4 separate regions of the Sus scrofa genome follow, and regions 2, 3 and 4 are each linked to region 1. A link is a contact called in public Hi-C and promoter capture Hi-C data. All regions are on one chromosome and are shown on one strand. The core of a region is the stretch at or near the end of the contact, and the rest is flanking DNA. Distances in the headings are between cores, read along the strand shown. Region 1 holds the start of MYO1E (unconventional myosin-Ie). Region 2 holds the start of SLTM (SAFB-like transcription modulator). Region 3 holds the start of RNF111 (E3 ubiquitin-protein ligase Arkadia). Region 4 holds the start of CCNB2 (cyclin B2).

What was found. Promoter capture Hi-C pulls out the DNA fragments that hold promoters and counts their contacts. A called contact is a pair of places that touch in the nucleus more often than the background predicts.
Region 2: a contact with region 1 is called in a promoter capture Hi-C map of liver, with 4 times the contacts expected there. The contact joins the promoter of SLTM here to the promoter of MYO1E in region 1. A contact is called at or near these places in 1 of 5 promoter capture datasets (liver), 1 of 47 Hi-C or Micro-C datasets (liver) and 1 of 2 datasets of contacts at active chromatin or transcription factors (alveolar macrophages).
Region 3: a Hi-C map of embryonic fibroblasts shows a contact between it and region 1, with 2.7 times the contacts expected there. The contact joins the promoter of RNF111 here to the promoter of MYO1E in region 1. A contact is called at or near these places in 1 of 5 promoter capture datasets (liver), 9 of 47 Hi-C or Micro-C datasets (alveolar macrophages, embryonic fibroblasts, fetal heart ventricle and 6 more) and 2 of 2 datasets of contacts at active chromatin or transcription factors (alveolar macrophages and skeletal muscle).
Region 4: a Hi-C map of skeletal muscle shows a contact between it and region 1, with 5 times the contacts expected there. The contact joins the promoter of CCNB2 here to the promoter of MYO1E in region 1. A contact is called at or near these places in 2 of 47 Hi-C or Micro-C datasets (mesenteric adipose tissue and skeletal muscle).

Annotation. Positions count from the first base shown.
Region 1 is chr1:112,676,292-112,678,801 of Sscrofa11.1, reverse strand. It overlaps MYO1E (unconventional myosin-Ie), which reads right to left and starts at 1,257. Exons shown (of 28, transcript XM_003353343.5): 1 at 613-1,257. The coding sequence starts at 615. FAM81A (protein FAM81A) reads left to right here and starts at 1,127. Exons shown (of 9, transcript XM_005659549.3): 1 at 1,127-1,232.
Region 2 is chr1:113,083,839-113,086,348 of Sscrofa11.1, reverse strand. It overlaps SLTM (SAFB-like transcription modulator), which reads right to left and starts at 1,254. Exons shown (of 21, transcript XM_021073623.1): 1 at 894-1,254. The coding sequence starts at 1,055.
Region 3 is chr1:113,058,349-113,060,858 of Sscrofa11.1, reverse strand. RNF111 (E3 ubiquitin-protein ligase Arkadia) reads left to right here and starts at 1,253. Exons shown (of 14, transcript XM_013992925.2): 1 at 1,253-1,653.
Region 4 is chr1:112,940,817-112,943,326 of Sscrofa11.1, reverse strand. It overlaps CCNB2 (cyclin B2), which reads left to right and starts at 1,255. Exons shown (of 9, transcript NM_001114282.1): 1 at 1,255-1,278. The coding sequence starts at 1,255.

The sequences.
Region 1 (2,510 bases), core at 8-2,507:
CCGGCGGGCGCCGGGAGAAGCGCAGGCCAGCGTGGCTCCGGACAGCCCATCGGCAATCTCGCCCGCAGCCGCCAGCCCACCGCCAGGTGCTCGCTCTACCTGGCGCCCCGCTGCCTTTGTGCGGCCGCGCCGCCCCCGCGGGCGTGCGGATGCTAGCGGGACAGCTGCGGCGCTGCCGGCAGCCGGGGGAGGAACGGGGGTCGGCGGCGCTGGTGCCGCAAGCGAGGAGCGCGCGTGCGCGCGCGGAGGGGCGCGGGCGGCCACCCCCACCTTCCCAGCAGGAAAAAAGCGACCCCCTTCGCGGGCGGTGCCCCTGAAAGCAGATCTCACCATACTCTGGCTTCCGACAGCTGGCAGCCATAGCCACCCGGCCACGAAAAGTTTGGCGACGCCGAAAACGACTTGAAAGAAAGTTTTCCTTGGCCCCCACTCCCTCTCCCTCAGCCCGGTTAAAGGAAAGCGGCAGGAAATATGGGCTCGGGACGTGCCGACTCCAGCGTCCACCTTCTTCAACCATGGGCTCGGCAGCTTGCCCAAGGTGGGTGCCCTGCGCCAGGGCTAACTGCCCCATCCCCGGGTCAGGCATCCCGGGACGCCGCGCGGCCAACTCACCATGGTGACTCGCGCCGCAGTCGCGCTTCTGCCGGTCCGGCTGCCGGGGAGCTGGAGCTGGAATGCAGTCTCCTGGGCGAACTTCAAAAGTTGGTTCCCTACGCCAAAAACAGGCTCTCGACACCCAAGCACTCACAGGAACCAATGGGAACCCTTGGGGGACTCCATCCAGGCAGGATCGGCGGCGCTAGGTGAGGGCGACAAGGAGGCGACTTAGCAGGAGGGGCGCATGCTGCCCAGGGCCGGGGTCCACTCAGACTGGGCGCTCGCCGCCCGCCTAGGTGAGTGCAATGCTCCGCGCGCCTCCGACTCGCTGCCTTGCCTCGCTCTTTCTTCAGCCACTTACTCCGTACTCTTCTGGCTGAGCCTCGGCTCGGGCTGGGCAATCTGTCCATAAATGGAGAATTCAGCTCAGGCCTGACCAATCAGGGTTTGTTTTCACATCGTCACTCCTCAGGGAAACCGTAGTAGCCAACACGCTTGGAGCTGCCGGAGTTTCCAAAGCCCTCTGGATCCTGTAGTCCTCCTCCAAGCCCGCCTCCAAAGAGCGCTGCTGACCCAGCTCGTTCCCGGCTGCCAGACCTGAACTGGTAGGAAGAAAACCACTCTGTGAAAGAGAGGTAAACTTCTAATTTTTTTCCTTTAAACGCGAAAGTTGGAGTAGGTGTGGCCGAAGTGGTATAATTTTCCTGTACTTTTTTTTTTTTTTTTGAAGAAGGAAATATTTTATCAGCAGAAGGATCAGAGCCGTGGCAGCAGCCCAAAGGAAATCCTTTTTCTTTCCAACGTCTGGATTGGGAGGAAAGTCAAAAATATCGTTTCCCCCACCCTTTTTTTTACCTGAATTTCCTTGGAAAACAAAAGAAGGCTTGTGGAGGGGGAGGAGAGGAGGGGGAGTTTTGATGGAGAAGTTGCACGTGCAGTGAGCCAGGGCCAGGGGAGAGAGACCTGGAAAGAAAGTGCCATCCAATCTCAGTCAACATTTATCTGTTGAGAACAATTAGTAGTGCAATCAAGAAATCAGGTGGGCAATTAGGAGAAGATTAGGGTGGGGAAAAGCAGAATCCTGAAATAAAGGTAGAGAGTCCGATATTGTTTTCAGGGTTCAGGAAGTAAACTAGGTGGGTCATAAGAGGATGGTCCTCCCTAGATCTGTGAAACTTCAGGGCTCAGAAAAACTGTGAAGCATAATGATTTACTGTAGTATACTCTATGAACTTGGTTGGTTGCCCGTCTCCTGAATAGAGGATCCTGGAGTTGAAATGGGTGTTAAAAATCCTCTTGTCTATACCACAGAAAGTAACACAGCATTGTAAATTAACCACACTTCAATTAAAAAAAAAATCCTCATTTAGAATGGTAAACAAAATGTGTGTAGTCATGGAATGAAATATTATTCAGCCATTAAAAAGGAAGAAAGTACTGATGCATGTTCTGACATGAACCTTGAAAACATTAAGTGAAGGAAGCCAGGAAAAAAGACCCCCTATTATATGATTCCTTTTATATGAAAGTAGAGAATGGGGAAATCCATAGAAACAGAAATTGCTAAATTATTGATTGCCAGCACCTGGGGAAGGGGAGGATGAAAGTAATTACTAATGAGTATGTGTTTTTTTACCGATGAAACTATTCAGGAATTAGTGGTGATTCATGTACAACTTTGTGGATATACTAAAAACCACTGAATTGTACATTTTTAAAGGGTGAATTTTGGAGTTCCTGTTGTGGTGCAGCAGAAACAAATCCACCTAATATCCACAAGGATGAGAGTTTGATCCTTGGCCTTGCTCAGTGGGTCAGAGATCTGGCATTGCTGTGAGCTGTGGTGTAGGTTGCAGACGTGGCTTGAATCCCATGTTGCTGTCGTGGACAGCTGAAACTCTGATTTGCACCCT
Region 2 (2,510 bases), core at 5-2,504, 410 kb before region 1:
AAACCTCAAGCCTCAAGACGTCAGAATTGCCAGTCATTTCATAAAGCAACTTCAAAAAGGAGCAATTTAACTACACGAGAGACACTTTCAGGAGGAAATATCATTAGGTATCAAAATCACATGGAGCTTTATATTTTACCCAGTCGAAAAAATTAACTATCACATATTATCATACTGAACAAAAGTCTAAATATTCTCGATTGCAGAAAAGTTGCTAGCTACGAAAGCAAAGAACTAAAAAGAGCTTTCCTAATTTCTATAATACAAACTTATTTCTCCTCTACTACAGTTTCAACACTCACTCAAACCAGAAAGATTATCCGGGATGAAAAAGCAGATTATTGCGCTAATGCATAAACAGAAAACCCAGCGGAAAACAAATCCTTTCTCTTACCCACCCATCAACTCCCACTATCAATTCCCCTCCAATATGGGGAGGAAACGGTTGGGCACAATTAAACGGTAACTTCGCAGAAGTCACCAAAGTAACCAGTCCCTATGAGGCCAAGAAATGCACGCGCTCACCATCGCTAAAGGCTGGGGACCGAGTGCCTCCCGGATCTCCACGGTCGCCCTTGGGAGGCCGCGCCGGCCGGCTGCAGTCCTGCCAGCCTGGCGAGGACGTCCCTGGGGAAGCAAGGGTGCGCTCGGCTGCGGCGGCCGGTCCCGGGCTGCTCGCTGGCCCAGGGCAGGCCAGGCCCGGCGCACGGAGGCGGGGGCGGGGGCGCCGCGGGAGGGTCCTAGCTCTCCCCGCGCGCGCGGGCGCCGCCTGGGGCCTCCCCACCGTGCCACCCCTCGGGTCCCGGCGGCTGCGGGTGGCCGGGAGCTGCGGCGGAAGTGGGGGCTCCGAGGCGCGGCCTAAGCTCGCCTTCCCGGCCCTCGCCGGGCCTCACCTGCTTGAGTCGGGAGACGAGCACAGTCTTGACTCCGGTGATATCCAAGTTCCGCCGCTTCAGCTCGGACTTGAGATCGATGACCCGCAGATCGGTGATCTTTTTACCTTCTGCCTGACCGGAGGCAGCCGAGGCTGCCACAGCACCGGTGGCGGCAGCCATTTTAGAAGAGCAGCGCGCGGCCGAGGCAGCCAGTGGGCTGCAGGGCGGCGGCAGCAGCTCCAACTTCGACCCAGGCCTCGCCGGCAGCCGGCGCCGCGCAGCGCTGCGCACAATGAGCCGCTGGCCCCGCCCCCTATTCGCCACCCGGGCGCAACCTGCAGCAGCGATCAGCACCCGGATGACGGGCGCGCGTGCGCACTTGCGCAGGGGACGGCGCCCCGCGCGCGCCGCGGAGCCGGTCTTGCCACCTGGGCGGTGCGACTTCATGCGTGGGCTGGGGAGGTCGGGCGCGTCCAACCGCACCAACTTCCATACCTCCATGGTTCCGCGCTGCTTCGTTAGCCATGTTTTGGCAACGTCTCTAGTCTTGAGCAACAGCAGTGTGCTAGGCACTCTCGGCATACATAGTTCGCGCGTTACTCAACACAGAGTAAGAGGCGTGTGCGCTCCGTGAACCTCTTCAGGGAAATACTTTATCGGTTCTGCTGAATAATCAAAAAAAATGTGGCCTCTGTGCACGAACGAACTAGTTTCCCCAAGTTCCATTCAAAGGCCGGAAAGAAACCCTAGGGCGGTTAATATAAAGAGCATAAAGGGTTATAAGAATATAAAGGGCTTGCCTGTGTGATAAGCCGCCCAAGCTGTCTCGGGGAAAACGTGCCTCTGCCCAGGAAATCTTCGTTTATTCTAGGACTGCCCATCTCACTGGAAAAGCAGGACAACTTCCCTTCTGAACTGGCCAGTTTATCATCCTCTCCGGGGGGTCCGGATGTCTCAACACAAAATTGATTACTGAATAAGGAGTTTAGTTTATAGGTGCCTGTTACCGTTCTCATTTACTGTCCTCACTGTTTGATCCCCTCAAAATTTGGGACTCCAAGAACAATGACCACCTTATGCGGGACTGGCCTGTACAAGTGAGTAACTTTAGCCGGTATTATTAATCATCAAAGCATAAGCAATTATGGAATAAAATTATTCTATAAATGCCAAAAACAAAGTATGACACACACTTAATTCTTACTGGAAATTTCCTGGTTTTAAAATTGAAATAGATGAGTTTTATGTCGCTTTAGGTTGCCTTTTCTCATTAATTAATTAGAACAAAAAAAAAAAGAAAAACTGGGTATTGTAAAATAATACCTGACGTTTGGGTAGTTCTTTATAATGTACTTTGCCATACAATAACCCCCTCATCCTTCCAAACCCTGTGAAGTAAATCTCTGCAAGGCTTAGAGAGGTACAATGGCTTGTCCATGTTCACATAGCTGGCATGTGCTCAAATCCAGTCTCCTGATTCTAAATCCACCTCTGGGAGTTCCCGTCGTGGCGCAGTGGTTAACGAATCCGACTAGGAACCATGAGGTTACGGGTTCAATCCCTGGCCTTGCTCAGTGGGTTAACGATCCAGCGTTGCAGTGAGCTGTGGTGTAGGTTGCAGACGCGGCTCGGATC
Region 3 (2,510 bases), core at 4-2,503, 380 kb before region 1:
GGTTCAATATTTTTCTGGTTAACCTACAAAACCTGTTACCCTTTCTTGTTTATTAACATTATTATTTTAAAATATTTTCTTCATTTAACAATATGGAGAATATAGACAAAGGAAGGGGTATTGAGAAAGATAAGTTGATGACAAAAGAAAGGAATCAATGTTTATTGAAAACTTAATTGGTAAGTAATGTTTGAAGCATTACATGAACTCTTTTAATCTCACAAGAACCCTTTGAGGTAAATGATATTACCTTAGTTTTTAGAGAACAAAACTGAAGTTTTTTTTGATTTAGACTTTTTTCTTTCTTTCTTTCTTTTTTCTTTTTTTTAAGGGCAGCAGGCACCTTGGGCATATGGAAGTTCTCAGGCTAGGGGTCTAATCAGAGCTGCAGCTGCCGGCCACAGCCACATAGATCCTGAGTCCTGTCTGTGAGCTACACCGCAGTTCCCCACAACCCTGGATCTTTAACCCACTGAGCGGGGCAAGGGACCCACACCCACACCAGCCGGATTCGCTACCGCTGAGCCACAACGGGAAACCCTCATTTTTTAAAAATTGAAGTATAATTGATATTTTCTTTCTTTTCTTCCTCCCGTCCCTCCCACCCTCTCTTCCTTCCTTCCTTTCCTTTGGAAATATTTACAAAAGTCTGTAATCAATTAGACAGCTGTTAATTGGTATCAGTGGGATTTGGAAGGAAATCTGATTCCAAAGCCTACATCCTCTTTCCCTACATCCTTCTAATGCACATAATGAAACATTTGCTAACTACTGATTTTTATAAAATACTTAAAAGGCATATGTACGGTTAGTTCCCAGGACATTTACTACTACTTTTGATCTGATTACGGAAGTAAATTCATCTTAACGGTGAAGTACCAGGATCTTTATGATGGCAAGTATGATTTGAGTATCATTTGCTGTGAAAGACACTAAAGAATTATGTTTTTGTTCAACTGTAAGTTAAGTATAGTCAATAAACCTTCGGTTAGTTGTTAACTTTTCGTTATGAAAAAATCAGCCAAGATGTAGTCAGTATTTTGCCTAAATACTGACATGTTTCACCATGAAAAATAAAATAATGAGCTTTATGACATCGTTAGGTTTCGCCCACTAAATGTTAAAGCGAGTACAAAGGGGGAGGGCCAGGAAAGAGGGGGCGGGACGGTGAGAAACTAGAATCTGAGCAAGCGCAGAAACAAACAGATGTTAATAGAGGCTTGAAGGCTGCTGCGCTCTTACTTTGCGAACTGTCGTAAAGCCCCCGAGTGTCGTGCTTGCTCGGGAGAGGAGGGATTGGTTAGGCGGCGGCGGCGGCGGTGGCCGGAGAGCGGCAGCAGTGGCGGCGACGGTGGCGAGGTGTTCGGTCTGGGCAGCATAGAAGAGCCCGCAGCTTCGCGGAAGGAGTTCCTGTGGGACCAAATTAGGCATTCTGAACCCAAGCCGGGTCAGCTGGGCCGAACCAGCCGCTGCCGCTCGTACAGTTTTGGTGGCGGTGACAGACATTGCTCTTGACTGTAGGGGCCTATTAGGCCAACAGCTGAGGCGCAGATCACTGGTTCTCGACGCATCCTCTTCCCCCCTTACATCTTCTGTCTTCCTTCCTGGGCCAGTGATTCCCGGAGCCTGGGAAGAGGGTAGCTAATGATTAAGGTGAGGGGGCCGGGGGGGAGGGGATCGATTGGAGGCCGCGCGTGCGCGCAACGGGGGAGGGGCCGGACTGGAGGGGAGAAAGAGGAAGGGCTGCGGCCGAGGCAGGCTAGGGTCGGCGACCGGCCGGTTATTGCTGGCTCCATAGTGACTTAGGGTCTGGGTGTCCGCAGAAGATCTGATTGTGTTTGAGCAAAGCATTCGTCTACCGACACACCCACACTTCTCAGAAAGGGACTGTGGGTGAGGGGATTTCTTTCCCTTTTTCGACTTCCCTGGAGTCTTAGGACGGGGGCTGAGGACTGAGCGTGGGAGTGCGATTTGACAATGGAGTGACGGAGGTAACCCGCACCCGGGGTGTTGGGGGGCGCTAAGTCAGCCCTGACGGTTAGGGAGTTGCCTTCTTCTCTGATCAAGGAAACGTAGACCGCGGAACAGCAGAAATACAGACGCGTCAGATTTTGTATAGAGTTGGCTTGTTGCTCTTTAAAAGAAGATTGATATTTTCAGTTTTGACCTTAGATAATTATCAGAGTCAGTGACAGTGCTGTAGTGGAAATATTTCTTCCGTGCTGAAAAAATGGAGGTTTGTCACCGTAGTTCGTAAGTTATAGTAGATAAGTTTAACGCAAGTCTTTTTTTTTTTTTAAATAATCCTCTTGTAAAAATCGAAGAAGGATTAATTTACAAAATTGTTTTAGTTTCAGCAAGTCTAACATTTAAAAAATACCAGGAAGTATAGGGTATTCTTTTAATTTGTTCATGTTTGTAGTGTGGGGTGACTCCATTGTATTGCATGCTTTCCTGTTTCTTGATTTCTCTACAGTATGAATTTAGAACTCTTTGGGGTAGTAAGATGC
Region 4 (2,510 bases), core at 6-2,505, 260 kb before region 1:
CCCCCCCCCATACTGGACATCTAATTTTTAGTTTTAGAACAATGGATACTCTAACATTTTTCCCATGCCACGCGGTAGCTGCAATTATTTCTGTTTTACAAAATAGGAAGCAGGTCTAGAAATGTCTGATGCAAGGCGAGGAATTAATCCAGATCACTGAACTTCACTTAACCATCATTAGTACCCCAGTAACAGAGTGGAGGAGAAGTGATGGGAAAGCTTGCTCAAATTCTCGGATGGAGACGCTCTTCAAAGCTCATTCCACTACTTTCATTGTGAGCCTGGGACTCTTTCCTATTCTCTTTCCTGATCCTCTCATTTTTTTCTTTCCTCTTTTCCTGTCTTCACCTGATCCTCCTACCACCTCTGTCCAAGGCTGGATTACACTTATTTTCTTTTTAAAATCTTCTGCACGTCATAAGATAGTTTATTCGACGAATAGACTATCTTACGATCTTACGATCACTCACCACAACACATATGAAACAATGGGCTAGGTGCTGGCAACACAACGGTGAGTTTACGTGAATCACGAGTCACACAAATCAATTGCATTTATTTCCCCCCCCCAAGAATCTTAGTTTTCGAGTAAACGCCACAATTCCCAGTCCTTAAGCAAACGTTTGAGCGTCATTCACTTAACAGTACAGCCCGAAACCATCCCAAGTCGTCAGTTCCATAACCGAGACAGGCTAATCCAACCTTAACTCCAATGCGAAATTTCCGGAAGAGGAATAAAGGTCAGAAATGGCATTTCCAGGATGTTCTCGAGAACCAACTTCCGCCCACCCAGTACAAACATAGACCTTTGTAATTGAGGCCTCGTCGAAATTCGGAGAAGACGTCCTACGTCTGCTTTCCAAATGAAGCATTTCATTTTTGTTTATCTTAGGGTCTGAGTTTTTTTTTTTTTTTTTTTTTTAAAGGACAGGAGGCAGGGAGGAAAAAAAAAAACAAAACAAAAAACCCCACAACCAGTTGTTACGACTACTAGACGGGTCTGGAAAATTCAGCCAATCATCCTTCGGGAATGCCTCTTGATTAGCCAATGGGAGGAGCGCGCCGTACGTAGGGCCGCCCAATGGGGGCGCGAGCGGCGCGGTATTTGAATCCTGGAACTAAGCAACTTGGTCAAGATCCGGCGGTGCGGGCCGGTAGCACAGTCGTAACGGCGGCTGCGGAAAGTAGTGCTCTTGGTTTCTAGACCGCGTCAGTGCCTGAGCCGGGCTGCCACTCTTGCCTGTCCCGTCCCTCATGGCGCTGCCCCGACGCCCGACGGTGAGTGGGCCGGTCACCCCTAGCCCGCACCGGCCCGGGCCCCTGGCCGCGCAGACTCCCAAGCCGCCTCTCGCTTCTCTCCCGCCTCATCTCAGAGTTGCTTCGTCCCAACCTGCGCAGCTTTCGCCTTTGTCTAAGCATCCCGGACCTTGGGGCCTGCCCTCTCCCGCTGGCTTCTCCTGGCCTTGCTTCCTCTCTGGTCCCGGTCCCGGCTCCTGGTCTGGCGGTCCCTGCCCGGGGCGCGGAAAGTGCAGGAATGCGCCCTGGGGGGTGGCACTTGTCTAGGGAGTCTCCCGAGCACCGGGCCTAGGACTCCAAGTGCGTTCCCCGAGGGCTCTTTGTTTTTAAAGAAGTCATTAAAACACAGCTTTTTGGGATTTCCTTCCTCTCTTCTATAACTCCATGCCTGCTAAGGTATCATTGATGGGGATGGAGGGAAGGCCTGAAGAAATTCCGAATGCTGTAAAGTGTTCTGAATGTTCGATCAAGCAACGGCCCTGAGTGTTTTTCAAACTCTTAAACATTTCGCTTTGTATGAATTTCCGATTTATTTCCGCACACGAAATTTTTCAAGGCTCAGTTCACTAATGTATGGGCTTGTCCTTTAAAAAAAACTAATTTCTTTATTCAAGTGTAAAAGAGATTTTGCATATAACTTGGGGCAATATGGCCAACTGAGAGAGAAGGGTCCAAATTCATTTATTTCATCCTCGCGAAAAACCAAGTGGTAATGGTGGTTTGGGTTTTTCTGTGTGGTTGAATTGCATCTGGATTTACTTTGTTCTTTGCTGAAAAATAGAGGGACCTGACACACCTGAGCGCCATCCTCCTGGCTATAGGCTAGTTAAAAGCTGTCAGTTTTTCCTTTCAAATGGATTTAATTTAGTCAGGTTTCAACCTATAAGCATTAAACTTTCAAACGCTTTTTTAAATTGGCAGTAACTGTTGGAAAAATTGAACAATGTGACTTTTAAGAATCCTAATAAATTGAATACATTCAGTATTTAGGGAATTCCCATTGTGGCTCAGTGGTAAGGAACCTGACTGTATCTATGAGGATGCAGGTTCAATCCCTTGCCTCTCAGTGGGTTGAGAGTAGTCTTCTCAGGAGTTCCTGTTGTGGCGCAGCAGAAATGAATCCGACTAGTAACCAAGAGGTTGCAGGTTCGATCCCTGACCTCACTCAGTGGGTTAAGGATCCAGCATTGCTGTGGTGTAGGTTGAAGATGCGG